Linked DNA regions of Canis lupus: region 2 is linked to region 1. The links are chromatin contacts, called in public Hi-C maps. All regions are on one chromosome and are shown on one strand. The core of a region is the stretch at or near the end of the contact, and the rest is flanking DNA. Distances in the headings are between cores, read along the strand shown. Region 1 overlaps ZEB2 (zinc finger E-box-binding homeobox 2). Region 2 overlaps ZEB2 (zinc finger E-box-binding homeobox 2).

The links. A called contact is a pair of places that touch in the nucleus more often than the background predicts.
Region 2: a Hi-C map of blood shows a contact between it and region 1, with 1.8 times the contacts expected there. The contact joins two enhancer-like sites. A contact is called at or near these places in 2 of 9 Hi-C or Micro-C datasets (amygdala and blood).

Annotation. Positions count from the first base shown.
Region 1 is chr19:48,102,548-48,105,390 of UU_Cfam_GSD_1.0, reverse strand. The region is part of intron 4 of ZEB2 (zinc finger E-box-binding homeobox 2); the gene reads left to right. Among named protein-coding and RNA genes, the nearest start is that of GTDC1, 94 kb to the right of the region's middle. Within about 2 kb of position 1,445, at least 2 of the 20 cell types and tissues checked have an H3K27ac peak or open chromatin away from gene starts, as enhancers often do. A contact at or near this core is called in blood, where this site is marked.
Region 2 is chr19:48,188,522-48,191,364 of UU_Cfam_GSD_1.0, reverse strand. The region is part of intron 2 of ZEB2 (zinc finger E-box-binding homeobox 2); the gene reads left to right. Among named protein-coding and RNA genes, the nearest start is that of ZEB2, 10 kb to the left of the region's middle. Within about 2 kb of position 1,479, at least 4 of the 20 cell types and tissues checked have an H3K27ac peak or open chromatin away from gene starts, as enhancers often do. A contact at or near this core is called in blood, where this site is marked.

The sequences.
Region 1 (2,843 bases), core at 196-2,695:
AGTGGGATTTCAGGACAGTGGTGGCATTCCATGTTCCTCCCCCAAAACTGCACGGCATCTTCCCTCAAAGTCCCGCGTCACCAGTGCAAATGTACATTGACTCACTATGCTTATCTCTCTTTTCCTGGATAAGGCTAATTATTTTTGGTGTTACAAACAATCCTTCACACGGCCAGTACAGATGTTAACCTAGTGCCCCATATCAGGTTATCTCTCCAAACAAAACAAAACAAAACAAAACAAAACAAAACAAATCGCATAGCTATTTCCATGCAACCCACCAATGAGAAAAAAGTCACAGTGTTATGAAGTTTTAGAAATGTGAATAATTCAGATGATAGTCCGATCTCCCTTGTGTTGATACACATCATAATAAACTGCTCATGCTGTGCTTCTATTTAGAAAGTCCTTATTAATAACTTACAAGGCACTAATTCACCTTGTTGGGTGTAAAATAAGAGAAATAATGAACAATTGTAATTTTTCTTTCATTTGAAAATGTCAGTGTAGGGTACAAAGATGAAACTGCGCAATGTGGGATTAGGGAAAAGGTATAGAGTTAGGAAAGATTAATCCTACTTTTCAGGTATAGCTCTGGGGATCACTAGATTGTGACCTTGGGCATGTCAGTTATTCTCTTTGGAACTTAGTTTCCCCACCTGAAAAAGAAATAAGTCACACTAATCGTTTCTTAAGACTATGTCCATGTTTATTAGTCTATGTTGCACCATATAATATAGAAACAAGACAAAATAATTACATGTAAAAGCATAATAATGAAGAAATAGCATAAATTAGATACTTTCTATAATGTCCCAACTCATGGGATCAGAAATGGCTTCATGTTTTTTTTTTTAAGATAAATGTTACATTTCAACTTCAAGCATAAATAAATCATAATTCTTATTAACTTTATTAGGCATTCAGAGTGTCACAAAAGTAATTTATCCCACAACGTGACAATTTGCTAGCGGTTTATACACTTGAAGTCTAAAATGATATTAAATAAAATTTATTTCTGTTCAAAAGATTCAAAAATCAATTCTGAATGTGCTTTCATGTGGCTTTAAGGTCTCTTTTTCTGATACTACTTACTATTGCTTATAGTTGTTCATGTGTAGTCAGTCAACAAATAAATAAGCATTCACTGAGAGTCTTCTGTATACACCATTGGTGCACTTGTGGTGGAAGATGGGCCAGGAAATTTAAGACATGGTTATTATTTAGTTTGGGAGATGAGACTAACAAAGAACAATAAGAGAAATACGTGATAAATATGCAACAAATGGTAGGAACTGTAATTATTTCACATCCCCAAAGTGGGAGAGATGCTATGGGTTGAGTATTCAGAAAAAGCTCCATGACAGAGGTGAAACATAAGCTAAGTATATTTTCAATGAGTATAGAGAAGCGAGGAAGAGCTTTCTAGCAGAGGAATGTGTGAGCCAATGAAGGAAATTGTGAAATCTATTCAGAGGATGGTGAGTAAAGGATTCGCCTGAATCAGAGGGTTCTAGGAGGGAATACATGGGAAATGAAGCTGGACATTTAAGTTGAAGCCAGCTGATGGAGGATGTAAAGCACCAGCTCAAAGAGTTTGTGTCATGTTATACTACCGTGATTTCTGTGGGGGAAAACCAGACTTTGAGAGACCAACTGGAAGTCATTGTAGTTACTCAGGTGTGAAGTGACAAAAAGCTTGTCCTAGGGTGGTGACAGTGATGAAATTAGCAACATGATTTCTTAACAACCAGTCGAATCTCTGGGTGATGGAATCAAAATGGCTTCAGGATTACACGTCTGCATGTTTAGAACATGGCAGTACTTGCTATTTCTAGATAACAAGGCGGATCCAATTTTGAGAAGATCTTGAGCTAGCCTTTAGATACGTATTGTCATATAAAAGTTATATATGGATGTGACTATGAGAAGGCCCATTGGAAATGAGGAAATGAAACACAGGAAGTCAGGGCTGGAGACATAGATTTGAGACTGATGCAAATATATTCCGATAGTATTTAACATCATAGGACCATGGCATTAGCCATTGAGAGTGTATTTATTGAAACAAGTAAAAAGCTGAGGCCAGGGCTCCTGGTGGGTAGGGAGAAAAACCAAACTCATTGAAAGAGAAAAGATTAAGGTAGAAAAAAAATAAACAACTAGAAGGCAAAGAAAGAAAGTTTCAAAAAGTACAGAATGGTCAATTCAATCAAAAGATTCAGATAACTACAGTTGAAAGAATGCTGAACAAATACATTGGGCTTGGTAATTAGGAATTGACAGGTGACCCTCAGTTTATCACTCTGCCCTTTTAGAGAATAAATACATATTTCTTTACAACCACAAGTTGCTGCTTCTTATCCCCCAGAATCTTTTCAATTGCTAAATACACGGGGAATTGAAAGAAGACATCTTTTCTGGTTGAAATTGCTCATTAATGGACCATCTCTTTGTCTCTCCCCAAGTCCTAAAAGATCCAGCTACCAGCTGACCTTCTCTAGCCATCCCCACTTACAATGATTATCTTCTTCCGGTGAATGCTTATTGAACAAAACACCTAACCTTGCCATAAATTCTGTCGTGTGTTGTTAATTAATGTGCTGTCTTTTCCAAATTAGATTGCAAACTCTGAGAGCGTGGATTGTGTCTTAGGCTACTATATTGGCTATAAGAGCGCCCTAATTTTTTTTTAACTTTACCCTTCAATCTTATTTTTTAATTTAAAAAAAACTTCTTGTAATTATTTTTTAATGTACAAGGTTATATTTAGTATTTTAGGCATACAATATAGTGATTCAACAATTCTATACAATACTGAGGGCTCATCAAAATAAGTACAC
Region 2 (2,843 bases), core at 230-2,729, 86 kb before region 1:
AAAAAGGAAAAAAAAAAAAAAAAAAAAAAAAAAAAGAGAGAAGAAGAAGGAAAAAAAAAAAGAAAAGAAAATTCTCTGAAAAGAATTTTAGGGGGAAAAGTTGTTCTATTTTAAAAAGCTTTGAGGGCTGTAAAGTGCCACGTTTTTCACACCTTCTCCATACTTTTTTTTCAGATTTTTTTAGTATGTTTAACATTTGTGAGATGACAGCCTTTTTGTATCTCAAACTGGAGGCTTCAAGATTTGTAGGGAGGGGTTGGTGGTATTCACGATCTCCTCGGAGGGAAAGTTTATGCCTCCAGGGCTCCTTCTTCCTGGGAGCTGCCTAAACCCTCGCAGGCCGACCTGTCAGGTCTGACTGTGTTATTTGCCCCCATTTGCAACGTGCAGAAGTGACACGCAGTTCATGGCATCGGAGTGAGACCACAGCAAGAGCAGAAGCCTCTCGTGACAACTTTTCAGCTGCATTATCTTGCTCCTAAACTGTCTTGTCCCTTTTTTTTTTTTCTCTCTTTTTCTCCCTTCCTCGAAACCGCCCTTACTTAGACCCCAGCTCTCGAGGAGGCTGAGCTGCAGGCCCGCGCGCAACTTGAGAGGTGCACCGGCCTCCCGCGGCCCCGGAGTCGTAGGGGACCCCGGGGCTTGTCCGATGGCCCTTGTGCGGATTTCACGTGTGAGAGCAGAACTAGCGGAGACGTTAGAAGTGGCACACGGGCATGTGACACAGATTCCTGATTTTCTCTCTCTCTCTCTCTCTCTCTCTCTCTCTCTCTCTCTCTCTTTCCCCCCCCTCCTCCTTTTCCCAGAAGATTTGCAGAATTTACAAAAAGAGATTATCCCTACACCTTCCACCCCTCCTATCCACCCCCATGACCCAAGCAATGAAGGATTTAGGCAGATTTACTTCAGTAAACACCTTTGGACACTTGGGGGGAAAGTGGGAGTCTGTTTGCAAAAGGAGGCTTTTGTTAAGTGAGGTACCGGGATAATGCTTTACCAGGCAGCTGTGATATTAACCTACCCAGCAATGCGGGAACACTCTTTAACTCTTTGAGTGCCTGGCCCTTTGCACTCAGCAGATAAAATCCCGGCTCTCCAAAGACACTCAGGATTCTGGTTCCAGCAGTTTATTATTCAGACAAGTCGTGTAGACATGAAAACTGTTCAAGCTTTTAAAACAATGTGGTTTAATTAGATGAGGTGGACTTACATTGCTCATAAGCCCTCCAAATGGTGGTTTATAATTGGCAAGGAGGAAAAAAAAAGGGAATCAAGGCAGCACATTAAAAATTCCAGGAAATATCTTTAGAAAAGCTATTTTCATTTCCAGCTTTTAAAATATTAGACGATGGTAGCTAGAGGGAATAAAGCAGCTGGGGCCTCTCTCCTTACTATAAAAGACACCAGAAGTTTGTGATGAAGAAAGGGGGGGCTTCGGCTCAAAAAAGCTGTGAGAGGCCAGTTGGGACAGTGACATTATCACAGCCCTCGCATCTTTTCAAGGGGGAAGTGTTGCCTATCTTTCTCGGAGCTTGGAAGGTCATGTGAACCTCAGAGTCAGGGCCTCAGGCCGACTGTTACCAACTTGAGACTTGCCAAAGCCAGCAGAGAGGCATTTATAAGAGGAAGGAGTTAATGGTTATTTTTTGCCGGGCACAAGAATAACTTTACAGGTGTTGCATTTGGGCTTAAATAAGATTGCCTTATTTAGTTTCGAAAAAGAGTGTAGGTGTCAACGTTCAAGCAGCCACAAATGTGTGAGAAAGTAAAGGGTATGAGACATGACAGGATTAAAGGTGTTTGCTATGTTGTTACACCGTGTGTCAGGCTGCAAGCTCCCTTTGTCACAGCCTCCTGGTGATTTGACAGCGCAGATCTACTTCCCTTCTAGGTGAGACAGCATTTTTTAACTGGAGTTATAAATATGGTACACCCTTCCAGTTGCACCCTGCCTCCCAGATCCATGAATCCCATTTGAAAGCATCTTGCCCTGAGACACAATGAACAAATGCTGGATACAGGGGGCTGTGTGCTCGGGGGCCCGGGCATCGCCAGCATCACAGTAGCTGGCATTGACTGTTGTTTGGCAAGAAGGTCCTCTGCCAAATCATCCAATAATTAAGTTTTATGTTATTTGTATGAACGACCAAGCATGCAGTATTCCTTTTCAAATCAAAGGGAGGCTTAAAATTACTTTTTGAACACTTTCAGACCATGGTCAGGTCACAGTTTGGGGGCTGAATTAAAATGATCTCATTCATGATCTAATTGAGGTTGGCAAAACCTTAACAGTAGCAGGAGTACATAAATATAAATCAAAGACCAAAATTTAGCAAATCATATCATTTGCTAGAAATCTGCTCATGAATTATTCTCCGATTGCCAACCCAGAAGTTAAACTTTGTCTCCCCTCAGCAACAGTAACTGTGCATATTTTTTCAGGCTCCTGACAGGAAAGTTAGAGGAGCTGAGGGGAGAAGGAGGATGATCAGTCTCTTTCATCAGATATTCTGTGTGTGTGACCCGGGAACGTAGGAAAGCTCATGAAGCCAAGTGCGTTACAGTGGGTGCTGCAGTCTTGGTTAGAAATTAGTAGTGGGCTTCCGAAAACCAGACTTTGGAAGAGCAAGCAGTGGGGACACGTTAAGGGATGTGAGGGGAGCAAACATTTCGTGGAGGATCTGATTGAACTTTGCTTTCATTTTTCAATCGAGGAATGTAATCGTCATCATGATTTGATTTTTTTTTTTAATTTTTTTAAATTTTTTTTTTTTTTTTTTTACAAACCTAGTTCTATTAGCTGAGTGGAGGGGATGAGATTTGAAGTAACTGTTAGAATTAAA